3 separate regions of the Zea mays genome follow, and all the other regions are linked to region 1. The links are chromatin contacts, called in public Hi-C maps. All regions are on one chromosome and are shown on one strand. Each heading gives the region's core, a stretch centred on a gene start, on an enhancer-like site or on the middle of the called end of the contact. The rest is flanking DNA. Distances are from core to core; before and after follow the strand shown.

The links. A called contact is a pair of places that touch in the nucleus more often than the background predicts.
Region 2: a Hi-C map of tassel shows a contact between it and region 1, with 5 times the contacts expected there. The contact joins the promoter of LOC103641392 here to the promoter of LOC103641394 in region 1. A contact is called at or near these places in 16 of 25 Hi-C or Micro-C datasets (bundle sheath, ear, endosperm and 5 more) and 2 of 3 datasets of contacts at active chromatin or transcription factors (leaf and seedling).
Region 3: a Hi-C map of leaf shows a contact between it and region 1, with 3 times the contacts expected there. The contact joins the promoter of LOC100273458 here to the promoter of LOC103641394 in region 1. A contact is called at or near these places in 12 of 25 Hi-C or Micro-C datasets (ear, endosperm, leaf and 1 more).

What each region holds. Positions count from the first base shown.
Region 1 is chr10:92,608,964-92,611,764 of Zm-B73-REFERENCE-NAM-5.0, forward strand. It overlaps LOC103641394 (anaphase-promoting complex subunit 7), which reads left to right and starts at 1,486. Exons shown (of 18, transcript XM_008664753.4): 1 at 1,486-1,778; 2 at 2,009-2,077; 3 at 2,371-2,421; 4 at 2,530-2,667; 5 at 2,774-2,801. The coding sequence starts at 1,710.
Region 2 is chr10:92,313,259-92,316,129 of Zm-B73-REFERENCE-NAM-5.0, forward strand. It overlaps LOC103641392 (cullin-1), which reads right to left and starts at 1,453. Exons shown (of 19, transcript XR_560291.4): 1 at 998-1,453; 2 at 770-869; 3 at 1-46.
Region 3 is chr10:92,294,360-92,297,331 of Zm-B73-REFERENCE-NAM-5.0, forward strand. It overlaps LOC100273458, which reads left to right and starts at 1,656. Exons shown (of 1, transcript NM_001147895.2): 1 at 1,656-2,924. The coding sequence starts at 1,766. The coding sequence ends at 2,710.

The sequences.
Region 1 (2,801 bases), core at 236-2,735:
ACGCCCAACTTCCATCCCATTGTCCTTTTTTTTTGTTCTTGGGCGTCATTGTTTCCAAGTACTCCCTCCGTTTTCTTATTTGATGTTTTTTAGTTGTATTAGCCATCGTCAAATAAAAAAGAGGTCCGGTTTGGATCCTTTTGAATTTAAATTCATTTTAATAATCATAATCTAGACAAAAATTAATTAAGTTAATACGGTTGTACTATAATTGTGTACTGTTGAATCCTGATGGTCATATAAGTGAGATATTTATGTGTTGCATTTTTTTACTATATAAATCAGTTTCCACAATCGTTTTTCCCACTTTATGCAAAATAGGGTAAAATCTCTTCTCTACTAATATAAAACAAGTGTTTCTCGCTTTGTGGGTCCTCCCCTCACCACGTCCCGCGTGCGATACCTCTCCCCCTCCTCTCATGCCCGAAATACAAAAGAAAACATACATGGGGAGATTCAAACATGCAACCTTTAGAAGCTAGAGTTCAAACATGGATGGGGAATATTTTAAGCCGCAACCTTCAGAAGCTAGAATCCGTTATTCACCACTACATCGTGCATCTGTTTGCGTTATACAAATGAACGATATTTTAAATATATATACTAATAATTTAAAAGTAAAAAATATAATCATATTTGAATAAATATCTTATTTAAGCAAATTCTATCTACATGATGTATAAAAACATAGCAATGTATATACAACTAAGAGCATCTCCAAGAGAGGCTCTAAACATGATCTTATTTTAAATATAAGACTTAAAAACATAAAATACCCTTTCAACAACGGCTTTATTTTATAAAATTTCATCAAATGATTATAGGGCTCGGTCTCTCGGGTCCTAAATATAATACCCCCATATACTAGAGCTCTATCCTTATTTCCACTTAATCTCCAACCATTTATTTCATAATAACATAATTTATTTCCTAAATAACATTATTTAAGGCCTGACTATTGGATTAAACATTTCTTTTGAGACCCTAAACATTCTAAACATAATCCTATTTTAAATTTTAGGACTCTATTTTAGGGTTTGTTGTTGGAGATGCTCTAAGTAGTTGTATAAAAATGGAGGTTTAAACCTTGATTGTGGATTTTGAATTTTATATTGTACGCTCAAGCATAATATAAAATAAAGTTTACCTATGTGATATATAAAAACCATAGCAAAATACATGTATCTAACTAGTTTCTTAAGGAGTTAAGGGAGAGCTGGATAGCGATGCTATAAGTTGTATACTAGAAAAATACAGTATAATGATTTATAGAATTAACTTTTAAGTCCTACACTATAAATTTGAGATACTTATATGTGAATTTGAATAAGTTATGGAACGTTAATTTCTAGACCAAATAACGCAGTTCATTATGCAAATAAAAGATCCAAATAACCTCTCAAATTAAAATTTAGATCAAAACTGCTATGCTTCTCGCTCGGAGAGGATTTTATATCTGTTGTTCTGGGCGTGAGGGGAAAAACCGAAAAAGAGAACATGTTGGGCCTAAATTGGTCTAGAAAGAGCACAAGCCCAGCTACTCTTCCATGGCTTTCATTTCAAATCCCCTTTCTCTCTCTACTCCCGTCTCTAGTAATCAATTCCACTGCGACTGTTGTTGAAAGAGCAAATCAAACCAACCCATCGAAAACCAAAATCCCCGCACGAGCTCCGGTTTCAAATTCCCTCGGCAGAGCTCGCCGCCGGGCATGGATGCGGCGCGGGAGTCCATGGCGGCGCTCCTCGACGCCGGCCTCTTCGGCCCCGCCCAAACGCTGGTACGTGCGGCGATCCTGCACCCCCTTCCATCCTCTCTGCGTTTGAATCTATAGGGTTTCGGGGCGAGCAGAAGCGGTTTCGGGGTTCGCCGGGCGCGTGTGGGGCAGGCCTAAACCTCTTGCCTGCGACGTGTGCGAGCGGGTTTGGGTTGCTGCACTGGGTGATGGCCGACTTTTCCGTCGCAGACTCGCAGTGATTACTCAGTTTTACTCTTCTCCTACACTTGCAGGGGTGTTTCCTTGTGTCGTCAGCTGGTGCGGGCAACGATGCTGGTATGTCCATGAAGGTGGAAAGCCTGGTAAGCTCAAGGTTTCCTGAGCAGCAGCTCCGCACGCGGTGCTAATCTGGTCTAACTTTTTGTTATGATTCTGTCAACTCCACTTCCTGCCTACATCTGATGCCACATTGCGGAAACTAAACCGGTTGATTTGTTTCTTGGCAGTCAATGCACAGATTAGTTTCTTGATAGTCAATGCACGGATTATCCTGCACAACTGCATTTCCCAATTCCAGTTCTGTTCTTTACAGGGCCCATTATTATTATTTCTTATTGGTGGGGAGAGCTGATTTGCTTGTTGGACTACCGTGTAGGTCCAGCATGGGGATGCTTTGTATGGAGAGAAAGAATTCCGCAGGGCACTGGTAATATTTCCAAAAAAAACAACAACCCATGATTGGCCTACAAGTTTCAGAAGTAAACACATCGATTGCTGATATATCTGTTTCTAATTTCTCTATCTTCCATGGCAGAATGCGTACAAGCAAGCTATGCAATATAGTAGAAGTATCCCTAGGCAAGCAACAAGTAACACCAGAAGTTCAGTATCCGTCACAGGCCGGTCACCTTCTCCAAACTCTTCAAATCTCTTATCATTCAATGAAAATGAGGTGTGAATGGCTGAACATGGCACTCTTGCATTTTAATGTTGACATCTATTTAATATTTACATCACAGGTAACAAGTATCTCATTCAGTTTTGCTGTGCTGTTGCAGGTGAAGTTCAAGATTGCTCTTTGCCATT
Region 2 (2,871 bases), core at 203-2,702, 300 kb before region 1:
CCCTCAGCATAAACTCGTCATGTTTCTCCCTTAATGAAGGTAGTACCTGCATGAAATTAAAATATAGTGCAAAAGTTCTCAGAAGCGAACATACAAATACAGTGAAGAGGATGATATTATAGTTAGATCCAAGTGTCACACAAAATCAGGCCATGACTCATGGATTCAATCTCTAGTCATAGAAACACCTACAGCTAAAGGGAGGTATATAAGTTTATTTTACAAAATAAAGATGTTCATCAAATAATAAACTAGCAAGCTACAGAAAAGCTCCTGCAAATTGAAACTAGCATCCATGTGTACGCAATTATGAAACCATTATTTATCTCCCTGTCATAGACGTTTAATTCATGTCCATTAAAAGGTGCTGCAAGAATACAAAAAGGTATTCTCTACATCATCTATAAGAAATGAGCTGCGGTGTACAAAGAATGGGCACAGAATTGTTTGACAAGTAGGTGGGCCAATTGTTTCACCAAATCAAGATGCTTACAATTAAACTGAAGAGATTAACTTGTCCTGTAGAAATCAAGAGATGGACAAAAGGAAATGAGAAAATCCCCATATACACCAAGGCCAAAAATGAGAACACCCCCATATACACCAAGGTCGTTCATGTCCCAGCCTATCGATCAACCAAGCGCTAATCCACCAAAGCTAAAAAAACATCCACTCGAAGTAGGAAATTTGATCCTAATACCACGCCGCAGATACAAAAACAATCTAGGTCGATTCACATGAGCAAGAGGGATATGATGAAGCGGCTCACCATGGAGGCGATGTACTCCTCGAACGACTCCCGATACTTGTCGTAGAGCTGCTGTGAGTAGTCCTGCGGCGGCTTCTGCGTGCACATGTTGTATATCGTCCTGCGACAACAAGACCAAAACCCTAGATCAGAACCGGATCGAAGCGGATCGAGGTGGGAAACCCTAGCGGCAGCCGAGAAGGAGACAGCGGCGGCGGTGGCGACGAGGGAGATGAGAGGGAGGCGTACGTGTAGAGCATCATGTAGTCCTCGGAACTGAACTGCGGCTCGGGCTTGCCCTCGAGGATGTTCTTCAGCTTGGTGATGCCCTTCTGCATGAACGCCCATCCCTCCTCCAGATCGATTGTCCTACGCTCCTGCCCCGCCATCGCCGCAGGTGACGGTGCCGACGCGCCGAGGCGCGAACCCTAGCGCCGCTGCTGGGGGTTTGGTGGTGCGCTTGGGCAGGATGGCGAGGGTCCTCCAGAGGCGAGCGAGGGAGGGAAGGAGGGAGGGAGGATGGAAGGAAGGAGAGAGACGAGCGCGTGGAGCGTCAGGAAGGGTTGGGCTTGTGTCGCATATCGGCTTGACGGCTTCCAGGCCTTCGGAAATCCCGTGATTCATTCAGTCTCCGTCCTCATCGTCGCATCGGGGTTGGACGGCCCAGACGACGAGCCTTGCGCCAGATGTGGATCATTGTGTCAGTCAAAACGAACTCCAGATAAGAGAGGTTTATAGTTCACCACTAAAGTTTAGTTTCGTGTCACATTAAATATAAATATCAATTAATACTACTACAATATTTAACCCCGTGCTCTAGATAAGGTTTTATTCAGTTACAAAGAAATTAATTTCATCATAGATTTAGGGCCTGTTTGTTTACCCCCATAGATTATATAATCTGGATTATTTTTGGATGATTATATAATCTGGATTATATAATTTGAGTAGTCCTGTTTGTTTACCCAGATTATTTGAGTTGTTAATATGATTCTTTTGTATGAGGAAGACAAGAATGCCCTCTATATTTGTACTAGGTTGAAACTCATATATATAAAAAAAATAATTCAATTGACATTGGCAAATATTGCATTAGCAATATTATCACGGAAGGCATTCATGTCACCTTCTTCATCCCCAAATTGACTAGTACTAGGCGCAAAAACGATTCGGTGGATTATAATGGCAATGGTGGGTAATTTCTAGGAAACTTGAAAGGGTAGTGGGGAAGTGGGAAAAAATAATCTGAAATAAGCACCTCCTCACTTGCTTATGGATTATCATAATGCAAGGGGTTAGATTATATAATCTGGACAAATAAGCTGGACTGTTTGTTTGCCTCTTAGGATTATTTAATCCAGATTATATAATCTGGGGGGTAAACAAACAGGCCCTTAATCTGAGTCTAGATTGGGTGAATCCATAACTCACACTCAATCTCATGATGGGATTAAATCCATCATTTAATCTATATATAACTCAAAGCTAGTTAATTTTTTTGATCCATGTATTCTAATATAAACGTTTGCAATATCTTCATGAATTTGTTCCACACCTGATGAGCTCCTTTCATAGTTTAAAAATTTTCCAAACCATTGGTTTATAATTCATAATGGGTTTAACTGAATAAAAAAATTTGAGTAGGCTTGGATTATTTTGGAACATGGATCGTGACATGGATTTAATTCCAATCCATGCTAATTTAGAGTTGGATTGGTGTAAATGAACATGGATTTAATTCCAATACATGATAATTGGTGCCGACCCTTTTTCTATGCCCAGCAAAATCCGCCTACTTTATCTGCCGTTTGCCATGAGGTATATCACACCGTGGACACAATCGTATGTACTTTTCCTTTGATGCCACTAGGGAGAAGAGGGCAAGGAGAGAGATTGGAGGCACTCAACTATTGGAAACTGTTTTTGTCTTTTAGTGTTGCATGTTGTTGTGTTGTTTAGTTGGAGCGGGAGTATAGGGCCTAGAGAGAAACATAGAGAGGTGTCCAAACAAAACGTGACGCGTACTAGAGTGTATATAATCAAATCTTTTTCACACTTAACTAAATATAATAAATACTAAAAAATATAGTATAGTTATTTTGATATGTGAAAGATTGATATCG
Region 3 (2,972 bases), core at 406-2,905, 310 kb before region 1:
ATGTATACGCTAGGTTTAAATATATAGATACATCTTTTTTTCGAAAAGGTGGCATGCATGAGAATTGTCTCTAATTCATTTAGAGAAGGAAGAGGACTACAAACAACAGTTACAAAGCACTGCCCCGCTCCATATTGTAAAACCTTCTCTATGATAAGATGGGCGACCACAGGCTGATTTTCCCCCAAAGTTTTGGAAGATCCTCCTATTTCTTTCTTTTCAGATATTCCACCAAAAATAGTCTACCAACCCATAGAAAATCATTCGTCTATGTTTATCAACACGGAGTCTACACCTTCTCCACCATCTATGGATAGAGTCATCGTGGTTAAGAGATGTTCTTAGGGCTAAAAAAAATTCGAGGCTCGCGAGGCGGCTTAAACTTAGGTCGGCTCGGAGTGGCTCATGAGCCTCGAGCGAGCAGAGACGAACCGAGCCAAGTTGTAGAGCTCATTGGTATAACAAGCCGAGTCAGTTTGCAAGTTATGCCAAATTAATGAATCTATAAAATAATAATAGATATTGGATAATTTTATAGATATTCGACTCGTTCCTTATCATTTAATGATGGATTTATGATAATTTAAAATTTAGATTACTTATAATGTTAAATGATGGTCATATTTCATATCTATATACAATAATAGTCATTGTATAATGCAATATTATTTATCAAGGTGTAGCTCGCGAGTTGAGTCGAGCCTCCTTCTTAATCTTATTGAGTGGACGAACCAAGCTGAGCCGAGTCGAGCTTGGTCACCCAGCGAGTCGAGCCTCCTTCTTAAACTCGTTGAATGAGACTCAGCTCATTTCTAGCCCTAAAAAATCGCATCATCATCGGCATAAAGCGAGCAATGCAGACATTTTTGGTAGTACAAGCTTCGGATGACCGGCTGCAGACGCTTTCTCAATAACCTTCTGTAGGGGATCAATGGCCAAGATGAAAGAGGGTCACCTTGATGAAGACTTCAGGCGTGTTTAAATTTTTTGCTTGGGCGATCATTCACTAGCACTTTGGAAGATGATGTAGCCAAGATGCTAGTCTCTCTATTTTTGACTGAAACCTAGCTAGAGCTTTTAAAACATCCCGGAGATAGTTAAGGGAATCAAAGGCTTTTGAAATGTCCAATAGATACCATTTTTTTTCTTGTGGAGGAGGCTATGAATAACATTTTGTTCATATAGAAAATTATCACATTATGTGACAAGCAAGGGAAAATAACTTATATATAGTTAATAGTGGAGGGAGTGTCTGATATAAAAAGCTACATATTTTTGCTGGTTAGTTGTTAGTTAGGTCTTTACCTGCCCTCTCTCTACGAACGAGCTGATGCCAGTTCTGACTTTGTCAAAGCATGGCTGGCAATGTGATTGAATGCCTGATGTTAGCTCGTCACCTTGACAGGGACATCCGATCCTGAATTTCCGATTGGGGTGGCAAAGGTCAAGTTGCCACCACAAGCATCCAGTCCAATGGCTCTGCCACTGCCCAGAAGCTTCATCACACCTAGAGGTAGCCATGACAGGACCCAAAAAAAGGTCCAGTCCAGGTCCGTACCAGCTGCGACGACGCTTGTCAGTAGGTAGGTTGAGCTAGCTGCTTGTTGATCACTGCTATATATACGGGTGCCATGGATCCATGCCTTCTCCATCCTCAAGTCATCAGCTAGCTAGCCTTCCCTACAGCAACTGCTTACATACAACACTTCCATCTTCCCGAGCTCGTCTTCGATCAATTCCCAAGTCAAATAATAATATAACAACAATGGTGGTTCCCGTCATCGACTTCTCCAAGCTGGACGGCGCTGAGAGGGCCGAAACCCTGGCGCAGATCGCCAATGGCTGCGAGGAGTGGGGATTCTTCCAGCTCGTGAACCACGGCATCCCGCTGGAGCTTCTTGAGCGCGTCAAGAAGGTGAGCTCCGACTGCTACCGCCTCCGGGAGGCCGGGTTCAAGGCGTCGGAGCCGGTGCGCACGCTGGAGGCGCTCGTCGACGCGGAGCGGCGCGGCGAGGTTGTGGCGCCGGTGGATGACCTGGACTGGGAGGACATCTTCTACATCCACGACGGATGCCAGTGGCCGTCCGAGCCGCCGGCGTTCAAGGAGACCATGCGCGAGTACCGCGCCGAGCTGAGGAAGCTCGCCGAGCGCGTCATGGAGGCCATGGACGAGAACCTCGGCCTCGCCAGGGGCACCATCAAGGACGCCTTCTCCAGCGGCGGCCGGCACGAGCCCTTCTTCGGCACCAAGGTCAGCCACTACCCGCCGTGCCCGCGCCCGGACCTCATCACGGGCCTGCGCGCGCACACCGACGCCGGCGGCGTCATCCTGCTGTTCCAGGACGACAGGGTCGGCGGCCTGGAGGTGCTCAAGGACGGCCAGTGGACCGACGTGCAGCCGCTCGCGGGCGCCATCGTCGTCAACACTGGCGACCAGATTGAGGTGCTCAGCAACGGGCGCTACCGCAGCGCCTGGCACCGCGTGCTGCCCATGCGCGACGGCAACCGCCGCTCCATCGCTTCCTTCTACAACCCGGCCAACGAGGCCACCATCTCGCCGGCGGCGGTGCAGGCCAGCGGCGGCGACGCATACCCCAAGTACGTGTTCGGCGACTACATGGACGTGTACGCCAAGCACAAGTTCCAGGCCAAGGAGCCCAGGTTCGAAGCCGTCAAGGTTGCAGCGCCCAAGTCATCTCCAGCGGCATAAATAAATGGAGGGGACCAATTATTAAATGCATTATAATTTATTTGTTGAATAAAACAGCCGGAGAAATAATGATAATGTAAAGTATATATGATAAACACCGGTTAGGATTTAAGGTGTTTAACTTTAGTTGCATGGTATAATATGATATATTGTTGTAGCAATAAGTTTATTAAGTATTCATAAGTGTTCTAAATAGTGGGCTAAGGCACTTATCCATCGCCTTTCTCAAACAGAAAATAGTGATTTAATTCGGGCTATAGCG